Linked DNA regions of Mus musculus: all the other regions are linked to region 3. Evidence: chromatin contacts called from public HiCAR-type and promoter capture Hi-C data. All regions are on one chromosome and are shown on one strand. Each heading gives the region's core, a stretch centred on a gene start, on an enhancer-like site or on the middle of the called end of the contact. The rest is flanking DNA. Distances are from core to core; before and after follow the strand shown. Region 1 holds the start of Stk40 (serine/threonine kinase 40). Region 2 holds the start of Csf3r (colony stimulating factor 3 receptor (granulocyte)). Region 3 holds the start of Yrdc (yrdC domain containing (E.coli)). Region 4 holds the start of Ndufs5 (NADH:ubiquinone oxidoreductase core subunit S5).

The links. Promoter capture Hi-C pulls out the DNA fragments that hold promoters and counts their contacts. HiCAR-type assays count read pairs that join an accessible place to other places.
Region 1: a contact with region 3 is called in a promoter capture Hi-C map of pre-B cells, with 4 times the contacts expected there. The contact joins the promoter of Stk40 here to the promoter of Yrdc in region 3. A contact is called at or near these places in 4 of 39 promoter capture datasets (cranial neural crest, hippocampal neurons, liver and 1 more), 1 of 484 Hi-C or Micro-C datasets (B cells), 5 of 115 datasets of contacts at active chromatin or transcription factors (astrocytes, embryonic forebrain, embryonic stem cells and 2 more) and 1 of 9 other capture datasets (adipose tissue).
Region 2: a contact with region 3 is called in a promoter capture Hi-C map of liver, with 2.8 times the contacts expected there. The contact joins the promoter of Csf3r here to the promoter of Yrdc in region 3. A contact is called at or near these places in 5 of 39 promoter capture datasets (the 3T3-L1 cell line, cranial neural crest, liver and 1 more), 2 of 115 datasets of contacts at active chromatin or transcription factors (embryonic stem cells and large pre-B cells) and 1 of 9 other capture datasets (liver).
Region 4: a HiCAR-type map of astrocytes shows a contact between it and region 3, with 4 times the contacts expected there. The contact joins the promoter of Ndufs5 here to the promoter of Yrdc in region 3. A contact is called at or near these places in 1 of 39 promoter capture datasets (liver) and 1 of 115 datasets of contacts at active chromatin or transcription factors (astrocytes).

Annotation. Positions count from the first base shown.
Region 1 is chr4:126,102,565-126,105,264 of GRCm38.p6, forward strand. Stk40 (serine/threonine kinase 40) reads left to right here and starts at 1,393. Exons shown (of 11, transcript NM_028800.3): 1 at 1,393-1,582.
Region 2 is chr4:126,023,231-126,025,930 of GRCm38.p6, forward strand. Csf3r (colony stimulating factor 3 receptor (granulocyte)) reads left to right here and starts at 1,429. Exons shown (of 17, transcript NM_007782.3): 1 at 1,429-1,565. Gm32908 (a long non-coding RNA gene) reads right to left here and starts at 1,424. Exons shown (of 4, transcript XR_003955278.1): 1 at 1,025-1,424.
Region 3 is chr4:124,849,316-124,852,015 of GRCm38.p6, forward strand. It overlaps Yrdc (yrdC domain containing (E.coli)), which reads left to right and starts at 1,444. Exons shown (of 5, transcript NM_153566.2): 1 at 1,444-1,851; 2 at 2,378-2,492; 3 at 2,585-2,700. The coding sequence starts at 1,460. Mtf1 (metal response element binding transcription factor 1) reads left to right here. Exons shown (of 11, transcript NM_008636.4): 11 at 1-485. It overlaps 1110065P20Rik (RIKEN cDNA 1110065P20 gene), which reads right to left and starts at 1,249. Exons shown (of 3, transcript NM_001347196.1): 1 at 1,207-1,249; 2 at 917-1,118; 3 at 170-647. The coding sequence starts at 1,241. The coding sequence ends at 552.
Region 4 is chr4:123,716,903-123,719,602 of GRCm38.p6, forward strand. Ndufs5 (NADH:ubiquinone oxidoreductase core subunit S5) reads right to left here and starts at 1,284. Exons shown (of 3, transcript NM_001030274.1): 1 at 1,211-1,284.

The DNA of each region.
Region 1 (2,700 bases), core at 143-2,642, 1.3 Mb after region 3:
CTTTGTCAGAGAGAGGAGCAAAGTGGGCCGGCCTTCTGGATGCCTGCCTTTGAGTCACGTGCCTCCTAGAGGTTCCCCGACTGAGACCAGTGGGCATCTATAGGGTGTGGTTAGCTGGATGTGAAACTCCTTGGGTCCTCCCATGGTTGGTGTAATGTGTTATCCCCACTTGGGCAGCCAGGATTTACACTGAATTACCTAGTTTGTAAGTGATACAATGGGGATTCAAGCTCTAGCCTTTTTGGAACCCACGAAACTTTCTTCAAACCACAGCCCAGCCATTATTAGCTGGGTGTCACGGCAGAGGTTACCCTCTCTCTCTGAGTGCTACCTTCTGCATTTGTTAACAGGTCTCTAAAAGTGCCTCATTTTGCATAAGACAGGGCCTTAGGAGCTGGTATCATTACTAGTTATTCAGCATTATCTGCAGCTGAATGGCCACCAAGCCAATCAAAGACATTAAGAAAGGATTCAGGCTGGGACTTCATTATGAAGACCAGCCTTCGGTGTCCTAGCAGGGCTTAGTCGTGTCCACGTGTGTCTACACGTGGATCCAGAATGACCCAGGGGAGGGAAGAGTGTCATCAAGTACACTTGTTAACTCTGAGACAAAGGAGTGGGACTATGGCCGCTGGTACTGCTGCCACCGAGCCCTTCTGGCCGCTTCTACACGGCAGTGGACGGAAGCCAGGATTTTCGAGGGCCCCCAGTGAGTCACCAGACTGATGCAATCCCTTTAAAGGGCTCATCTGCTGGTGCAAGAAGCTGATTCATGGAGGGCGTGGCTGCTGAAGGAGGAGAAAGGACGGAAACTGGCAGGAGGGAGTGAGGTAGACAGCCGGCTGAAGTCGTTCATTGGAACTCTTCACTGCAATCTCCCTGGACAAGACTCTAGGGATGTCCAAGATGAACTTGGCCATCTTTGGGGTTTCTGAAGGGCCTAAAGTGAAATGAATTGTGACAGTAGCGACAGCCAATTCTTGACTTCTCTTGTACCCAACTTCAGCACTTTCCCACACAAATTTCCAGAAGCCGAGAAATGGGGAGCAAAGAAAGACTACTTTTCTAAAGAATGCAGTGCAGTTGGCGGGTTTTGCAACCACTTAGAGACGTCCCCAACCCCAGCAAGGAGAGCATAAGTCGGTGAGGTTCTGCAGAGCCAAGGCGGACCGGCGCCTCTGTCCCAGTCCCACTGTAGATGTAGATTAGCGGTAAGTACCGCCCCCTGACTGTCCAATCACTTTACAGATTTCGACCCAGACTCCACCCAGAACCAATTGGCGATCTTATCTGGGCTTCCTGCCTGAAGGCTTCCGCCCATCCTGAAGATGGCGCACCAACCCCAAACTCAGGCGAGGGGGCGGGAGGCGGGGCCGAGAGCCTATGCGTCACTTCCGTTGTCAGGTGGCGGCGCCGCAGCCATGGAGGGAGGCGGCGGCGGCAGCTCTGGCGGCTGCGCTGGGAGGCGGCGGTGAGCGGCTCCCACGCCCCCGGCCCGGCCCCGGCCCCCGGGACGGAGCGCCGAGCAGCCCCGACTCTGGGCTGCGGACTATGGGCAAGGAGCGCTGATTCCCCGGGAAAGGTGAGTTCGGGGTCCCGGGACGCGGAGCCGGGTGGGGGCTGCGTGCTGGCGGGGCGGGCCACCGTGGCGGAGGGACCCCGGTGACAGCCCGAAGCTGACCGGCGCGACCAGAACGGCTATAGTGAATTCCCCCTCCGCCACTGGAGGTCTGTCCTTCCCGGCAGCGGGGGCGTCGGCTGCCGGGAGCCTCGGTCTTTTGCCGCAGCCCTGGGAAATGGGCACTGCTCGCCTTGCCCAGACCCACTCAACCAGTCATCGAAGCAGCCGGCGTTTGGCCCGCTCTAGTTTTTCTCCCAGAGAGACCCGCTCCTCCTCTCCATGCTTCTCTCCTGACCTAGAGAGTGACTTGAAAGTTAGAACGAGTCCCCAAGGAGAGCCAGCCAAGGTTTTCCTCCTGGAGCCCTCACCCGTTGGCACCAACACCATCGCTGCTGGGGAATTTTCACATCCTGGGCGGCGTTCAGGTGCGAGTCACAGCAACCTGCTTGCCAGATCCACGTTGGGCCGGTCTTCACCGTGGGAGAGCTTGCTGTGGTCAGTGTTTCACCTGCCATCCTGGTCAGGCCCGCCCATTCCTACGATGCTTGGCCCCACCTTTCAATCTTGGGTAGGAGCTTTCGGATTCCCGGTGGCTTCTCCGTCCACCCCCACTCCCCCAGGTTGTTGGCAGAAGGAAGAGCTGACAGCCACCTTCGGTGGCAGGATAGACTTTGCTCTGTTTTAAGTCACTGGAGGAAACCGGTTGGCTTTGCTGGTTTTGAGAATCATTGAGGAAGAGGGTAGTCACGCTGGGCTGGGCGCCTTTCCCTCTCGGCTGAGTAGTTTTGCATGAGATAAGGAAGAGCAAAATCCTATAGCCCTTATTTATAAACAACGTTGTGAGTTCCTCCTTAAAGGCCCTGTTATTTGATTGTGGATTAGACTATCTCTGCCAGAGATAGTCCCCATTCATTCATTCATTCATTCATTCATTTTTCTCATAACAAAAGGGCCCTGCCTGTAGAGCCTAGTGCTGTGTAGTATTCGTAGGCTTTGGAGGCTCACTCCTTAAAGCCTGGGATTAAAAGTGTGTGTCAACCTTGCTCTGGACTCCTTAAATTCAGATTCTGGTGCCGCTG
Region 2 (2,700 bases), core at 179-2,678, 1.2 Mb after region 3:
GCTATATGGTCTTTAAAGTGACCTGTTTGTGTACCATTGACAAAGGATTGATCCTGGTGCTTGATTTTAAATGTCAACTTGCCACGATTTAGAATCGCCCAAGCAGCAATTCTCAGTTGAGGAATTATCTTGACTCCCTTAATGGATGTGGGAAGACCCACCCCAGAGATGGGCGGCGCCTTCTGGTGGCAGCCCAGATCAAAAGCAGGACATGGAAGAAGGAAGCCTTTTTCCCTGACCTTCCCCTCTGCTGCTAGTAGTCTACCCTGCTGCTGCCACCCCACTTGATTCCTTTGCTCAAGTCAAAATCAGCTTTCGACATGGACTGAGGACCAGATACCCTCCAGGTCTTCAGTACCACCTTGGGAGTGCCAAGGCACCAAAGGATTTCCCAGGTGGGTTCTCAGTGCTCCTACTTCCTCTGTATTGCATAAGCTAATTTGATAAATTCATGTGTGTGCGTATATGTGTTCGTATATATGTGTGTGTGTGCGCGCGCGCGCGCACGCGCGTGCGTGTGCACGCGTATACACTCATTAAGTGGACTCTGTTCCTCTAGAGCAGAGGTTCTCAACAGGGGTCACCTAAGATCATTAGAAAACACAGATATATATTATGATTCATACCAGGAAAAAATTACAGTTATGAATTAGCAAGGAAAATAATTTTACAGTTGGGGGGTCACCACAACATGAGGAATTGCATTACAGGGTCATAGCACTAGGAAGGTTGAGAACCGCTGCTCTAGAGAACCCTGACTAATATACCAATATATACTATTTTGATGATTTTCAAACTTAGAACAATTTTTCCCCTCTCTTTTGTGATAGATGAACTTACAGGGTGGGCCTTTTGAAAGGGGTTACAACCTGAGAAGATAAAACCAGGAACCCCTAGGATTGTACAAAGCGGTGAGGGCAGGGACCATGGACTAGGGAGGCCAGGGGTGGGAGGGTCTATTGAGAGTCCTGGAAAATGGCAGGTTTTCAGCTAACAAGGGAAGAAAACCTGAAGTAAACGTTACCTGTCCTGGAATCTTGATTCTTCCCGGGCAGAGGCTTCAGCCAGACTCAGTGAGAAGAGAGTCTCCTCCACCCCAGCCCTCATTAATTTTCCACGCTATTTTGTCCTGCTTCGTTTTGAAATAAACACTTGAAGACCCCAGCCCTCCCTTGGCCCTGTCTTGTCTCGGGTGCTCTGCTGAGCCTCAAAGCGAGGAGCTCAGGAAATCCGGAGAGAAGGGAGGGTGGCCACGGGCCAGGTTGCTACAATGCCCAGCCCTCTAAGACCCCTGAGGCAGGAAGGTCCCTAGCTCACCAGTTTCCCTCAACCTCCTTCCTGAGAGGAAGGGGCTGTCTATGTCCCCCACCCCAAGGGTGAAGGCTCAGCCAAACGCAGCAGGGAAGCCAGGAAGGTGTCGCAATTCTGGGTCCCCCCCACCCCCCGCCTGTCATTAACGACGGGGCTAGAAAGAGAAGTTTCGGGAACTTGCCCCAAGAGGAGAGGAGACGAGAGAGAAGAGAGAGCACAAGCGTGGGGGCTGGGCACAGCGCCCTAGCCCCAGTGTAAGTAGGGGGAGGGCGGGGAGCCCTGGAGACCTCAGACCATTCCCCAACCCTGCTAGGGCCACATCAGGGGGCCCAAGACAGGATCCTTGGGGAAATGGGAGTCTCTCTGTGTGTATAGCATCAGGGAGGTCAGACAGCTGGATCTCTGGGAACAGGAGCTGAGCTCAGGTATGAAGAATCCCACCCAGAGTCCCTATCCTTCAGACAGGCTTACTCCCTGCTTTCAGCCATTTGGCCTGCTTCTTCTCAGCAAGAACAGCTGTCTCAGAGTCTCTGGGCCTCTGTTTCCTCTCCCGGTTCCCTTAGCCTCTTAACTTTAAACAGTTGATGCAAGACTTGCCTGAGATAGCTTTCTCTGTCGGCCTCTCCACTTCTCTCTGCATCGCTCCAGCCTGCTCATCGTTGTTGTTGATGATGATGTTGTATGCAGCTCTCATGCAGACAAGGTTTATCATCTTGTCGGCAGATAAGAACCTTGAACTTCTTCTGATCCTCCTGTATCACAAATGCTGGTCTGTAGGCCTCCACCACCATGCCTGATACTTAATGTGGTACTGGGGATCAAGCCTTGGTCTTTGTGCCTGCTAGACAAGTGTTCAACCAACTAAGCTCTATCCCCAGCCCTGGTTGCTTTATATTTTTGAGATAGGTTTCGCTAAGTTGCCAAAATGAGATTTGAATGTCTTCTATAGCACAGGCTGGCCTTGATCTTGTAACACACTTGCCCCCACTTCCAGAATAACTGGTCTCAACCCCCTGCCACTGGGCTAGGCTCTACCTCTGTCTATTCTCTATGTATCTCTTTTCCCCAGCTTGTCTATTCACCCATCTATGATGCATTGATCCTTTATCTCTGCCACACCTGGGGATCTCGCTCCCATAGTTTATTCTCAACATCCTCTTCGTCCCCGTCTTCCCACAGACAGAATTTCAAAAGAATAGGACAGGAGAAGGGAGCCCAGAGGGAAGGTTGGCAACAATGAGCAAAAGGAAAAGGTAGAGAGGATGCTGTAGCAGCCTGACTTACGGCATCAGCTGTGTCCGTGGGCACAGTGGACACAGCGAGCAGCTGCAGAGCCCAGCACATGGCCAGAGTGGTGGGAAGAGCCTGAGAGGCTTGGAGCTAGAAGTA
Region 3 (2,700 bases), core at 194-2,693:
ACTTTTTGGAATTGAAAAAGCAATATTAAATACTAATGAAATCTTAATTAAATGCTTATTTAAATCTGGTAGTACATGTGGCATTACTTCCCATCCCTGTCCCTGGTTGACACTCTCTTCCCACTCCCAGCCATCAAGTCTTGGAGGGACAGAAAAGAAAGGTCAGTCACCAGGGTCTGCAGATTTCCTTTTAATCAAGACTCTGCTCAAGTGTTTTGTGGGGCTGAGAGCCCCCAAAGCATGAAATGAACATGTAATACCACCTGGAACCCCCAAAGCAGGCCAGACCACTCTGGCCAGCACTGCTGGCTTCCTGAATCCGAGTACTCAAGACTGGATGTTTGTTGGCTCCATTTCAAAGCACAGTACTGCCTTCAGCCAGGACGACGTGGGAGTGAACCCAGCTGCTAGTAGAGTTGCCATCCCAGGCTGAGGGCCAAGTACCAGCAACTGCCCGTGAAGACTGGCCCCTTTTAGTGAAGGGAGTTGGTCACAGTCCAGCCACTGGCCCTGGAAAGGGACAGAAGTCAGGGTGCCCGGCTAGGGTATGATCAAGACTCCGAGGCTCCATCGCCAGCATCCTTTGGAAGGCCACCTCTGGCCGATACAGATGGCTGGGGCGGCGCTCCAGACTTGGCTGAACCGTTCTAGTTGGAACAGAAAAGGGGGGAGGGGGGATGAGCCCGGAGGAAAGGCCTTAAGTTAGGCCCCACAAGAATAAGGCCACTTGGCATCTCGACAGTACCATGCTTTTTCAAAACCTCGCTCAGATCAAAGGAAGTTAAGCGGTGGGGATGCTCTTCCACCTGCCTCCTTTGGAGCGGGGTGGGGGTGGGGAGCGCGAGCTAGACCAGTGCAGTGAGTGGGAAGCGCCCACCTCCCCAGGTCCAGCCCGGAGAGGGCACTGGGCACTGACCCCGCCACCAGCCGGTTCTGGGCGCCGGCGGCCCAGCTGCCGCAGCATCTCCTCACAGGCGGCGATGGTGTCCAGAAGCTGCCGCTGCCGCTGCTCCACGGCGTCCAGCAGCTGCTGGGCGCGTTCATCTCGGGGCGGCTGCGGGGGTGGCCTCCCGCCGAGCCCCAACCCCGCCTTCCCACGGTCCACGCCGGCAGCCTCCCTGCCCGGGAGAGAGACGGCGTCAGGGCCCGGCGCTAGGCGGCGCGAGGTCGCGGCCCCAACCCACCGCCCCGCCGGCCCGCTCTCACCCCCGTGACCAGCCTGCGCCGGGACCCCACTCCATCGCCGCCCGTGCCACCCGCTCACCACCCCTCCGCAGTCCGCCCCCCGCGCCGCGCGAGGAGTCCGCTAAGCCGAGCCCCGCCCCGTCCCCACCGTTCTCCTTCAAGTCGCCTGGGGGTCGCGGTCCCTTTAAGCGGCCGGGAGCGGAGGCGGGGCCGAGCCTCGCGGGCCGGAAGTTGCGTCCGTGCGTCACTTCCTCCCGGAAGCGGCTCGGCACGGATGTCTACGGCGCGTCCGTGCGCGGGGCTGAGGGCCGCCGTGGCGGCCGGCATGGGGTTGAGCGACGGGCCGGCTAGTTCTGGCCGCGGCTGCCGCCTCCTACGCCCTCCTGAGCCCGCTCCGGCGCTGCCGGGGGCCCGGCTGCTGCGGCTTCCGGAGAGCGAGCCCGTGGAAGCCGCGAGCCCCGAGCGCTCCGGCTGGACCGAGGCGCTGCGGGCCGCCGTGGCCGAGCTGCGCGCCGGCGCCGTGGTGGCGGTCCCGACCGACACGCTCTACGGCCTGGCCTGCTCGGCGAGCAGCTCGGCGGCCCTGAGTTGCGTGTACCGCCTCAAAGGCCGCAGCGAGGCCAAGCCGCTGGCCGTGTGCCTGGGCCGCGTGGCCGACGTCTACAGGTGAGGCGGCCCCGCTGGGGGCGGCCCCGCGGGAGGGGTTTCCGGTGACAGCCTCGGGAGACCGCGGCGTCCGCCGAGCGCGGGAGGGGCTTGTCCTTGCTCCCCGAGGAGGAATCCGGAACTGGAGATTGGTCGGGAGCGCTGACGGCTCGCCAAGATCCGCTCTAGACAGTCGGTCGAGAAGCTGAGTTAGGCGAGCATGGCACTCTTCTCCCGGTGCCCTTGTGATGGGCGGAGGGGAGGCCCGTTTCGGGGTAACGCCTTCCAGATGATTAAACGGATTGAGATTGTATCCACGTGCCACGGCGCTGTGGTTTTGTCCCCCAAGACAGGCGGATAGACTTAAAGCCCAGGGTACTCTGTGGAGTCTGTCTTCTGCCAGAACTCCGAGGAAGAGGGAGTAGAGAGTCAGGTAGATCTCGTTCATTATACACGCGAAGGGGACCCCTCTCCAGCATCTGCCTTAAGTCCCCAGGAAAGGTCCATCAGGGTGATTTGGAGAGGATTTGTGCTCCTTTGCCTGCAGGTACTGTCAGGTGAGAGTACCTAGGGAGCTCCTGGAAGACCTGTTCCCAGGCCCTGTGACCCTGGTGATGGAGCGCTCCGAGGAGCTCAACAAAGACCTGAACCCCTTTACTCGTGTGAGTCAAGAGTTTTCCCTTTTCCTGCGATCTAAATCAGACGCTTGCAAGCCCTCGATGTCTTCCTCACGTTCTCTTTTCTTGCTTCCCAGCTTGTTGGCATCCGGATTCCTGACCATGCCTTCATGCTGGACTTGGCCCAGATGTTTGGGGGACCACTTGCACTCACTAGTGCCAACCTCAGCTCCCAGGCCAGTTCTCTGAGTGT
Region 4 (2,700 bases), core at 34-2,533, 1.1 Mb before region 3:
CAGGCAGATCTCTGAGTTCGAGGCCAGCCTGGTCTACAAAGTGAGTTCCAGGACAGCCAGGGCTACACAGAGAAACCCTGTCTCGAACCCCCCCCCCCAAAAGTACTTCGTCCATTACTGTAACAGTCTATTTACTTCTATGTTTTTCCTACTGCTTTTGTTTTGAGAGCAAAATCGAGCAGATGCTAGTTAACTGCTAAAAATAAATGAACAAGTCAAATTAAAATTTTGTAAAAAAATAAAAAAAATCAGGAAATCTCAAACAACTTACACGTACAACTATAAAGCAGTGGATAGATTCTGGTGCTCAGTAGAATATGACATACATTAAGCAAAAAGAACATATGGAAAATACATAGTAAAGTTGACATAGAACAAAATAATCCCAAACGACAAATGTGCTTAAGAATGGAAAGCAAGCGCAGCACCCACATCAAAACCATCCTGTACGCGGACATTTAGGTGAATTTAATTTATAAAGCTCCCTCCCATTCTTTTAGTCATTTACTGTGTATGTCAGAGGCAAATGGGGGAAACGGCTCATCATAAGCACTGGAGACCCACACTGGGAACCTGAGTAAGAATTCGGGGGAGGAAGCCATTGGGAGAATAGAAAAAGTCCCAGAGGAGGATCTACATCGCTCTCTCTCTCGCTCTCTCTCTCTCTCTCTCTCTCTCTCTCTCTCTCTCTCTCTCTCACACACACACACACACACACACACACACACACACACACACACACAAACATAGACAACAGAAGTTATGACAATGAGGACGGACAGAGGCTCTGGAGCGGCTGCTGAGCCAAGTGCACAACAGGAAGAAAGTAGAGGGCTCTGGGGACCAAAATCAGGATGTGGTGCACGCCTTTAATCTCAACACTTGGAAGACAGAGGCAGATGCTTCTCTGTGAGTTCAAGGCCAGCTTGGTCTACAGAGTGAATTCCAGCCTACACAGAGAAACCCTGTCTCAAAACAAAAACAAAAAGGAGCGGGATGTCAGGGTAGGAAGGAGGCCAAGGCAGGAGTCCGGCAGACGGTGGATTTGCTCCGGAGGGCCGGGGGTGGGGGTGACGACCTAGTTACGGGGTGAAGGGAAGGCAGGAGGACACGCCCAGACCTGGGCCACCCACAGAGAGAGGAAATGTGTCAAGGAGCTAATCCTGAACGAAACTTCTTGGCTGTGCGGACACAGCAGCGCCTACCGCACCTCTGCAGTGCCCTTGTCAGGTCCCTGGTGCAATTCCCGACCGCCGGCTGCGGGAGGACGCAGACGCCTGCCGTAAAGGACGCCCGCAGCACGACATCTCCAGAGCGACGCCGTAAATCAACCACCGGCCGAGGAACTGTAGAAACCAAGCACAGCGGGTCTGCGCCTGCGCAGCAAGCAGCCCAGCCTCCAGACGCTGACAGCTGATAAACCGACTTTCCCCATACTACTGCGCCCGGTAGTGAGTTCTCCCTTTCAGCACTGTCGTGACCGTTGATTGTTGTGCTACTTGAGCAAGGTCACACTCGAGAAAGAGTAGTGCTTCCCTCACCCCAAGGAAATGTGGTGATTAAAGCTCGTGTGCCGTGACCCCAAAACTTGTGTGACTGTTTCCCAGTTTCACGGTGGCAGTTTCCCTTTTTGGTAATAAACATAATAGCCGGGCTGGAGAGACAGCTCAGAGGTTAAGAGCATTTGTTGATCTGGGAGAGGTCCTCGGTTTAACTCTAGATTCAGGGGACCCAACATAGTTCTTCTAACCTCAGCAATACCAGGAGCACACACATGGTGCACATACATGAAGACAAAACTCTCGCACATAAAGTAAATCTTAAAAGAAAGATAATAGTGCCTAACGTGGTGGCTCAGGCCTTTAAATCACAGAAATTAAGAAACGGAAACAGGTGGATGTCTATGAGTTCTAGGCCAACTAAGGCTACATAGTGAGATCTTGTTACAAACAAACAGCTATAGAGTTACTATAGGGACTTCTTTATACTGTGACATGATGAAAACGTTCTTTGATGTATTAGCTGACATTTGCACCAAAGCAATCAGAAAGCTGAGACAGGAGGATGTATCCTCTTGAGTTCAAGGCTGGCCTGGCCTATAAGACAGATGCTGTGCCTGCGAATGAACAGTTTCTGGAGAAAATTCCCGAAGTCCATGTGGTGGGTTCAATAGGAATGGCCCCCATAGATTCACGTGTGTGAATGCTTGCCTCATAGGCAGTGGCACTATTAGGAAGGGTGGCCTTGTGAGAGTATGTGTGGCTTTGTTGGAGAAAGTGTGTCACTTTTGGGGAGGGATTTGAGGTCTCCTATGCTCAAGTCAAGCCTAGTGTGGATTAGTCTCCTTTTGCTGCCTGTTGATCAAGATGTAGAAATCTCAGTTCCTTCTCCAACACCATGCCTTCCTGCATGCTGCCATGCTTCCTGCCATGATGATAGTGGACTAACCTCTGAAACTGTAAGCCAGCCCCAATTAAATGGTTGCCATGGTCACAAGTCTTTTTACAGCAATAGAAACCCTAGTAAGAGAGTCCACAATTTATTAATTTCATTCAATCACTCCAACTTGCTCCACTCACCCCCTTCCATCGGCTGGATGTCCCATATGAAACTGGTTTCAGTTCAATTAAAGTTTTCTGAGCACTCAGCCTGTGTCCAGTCAAATATTGGCTCATTATGGAAGTAGTGAACCATACTCAC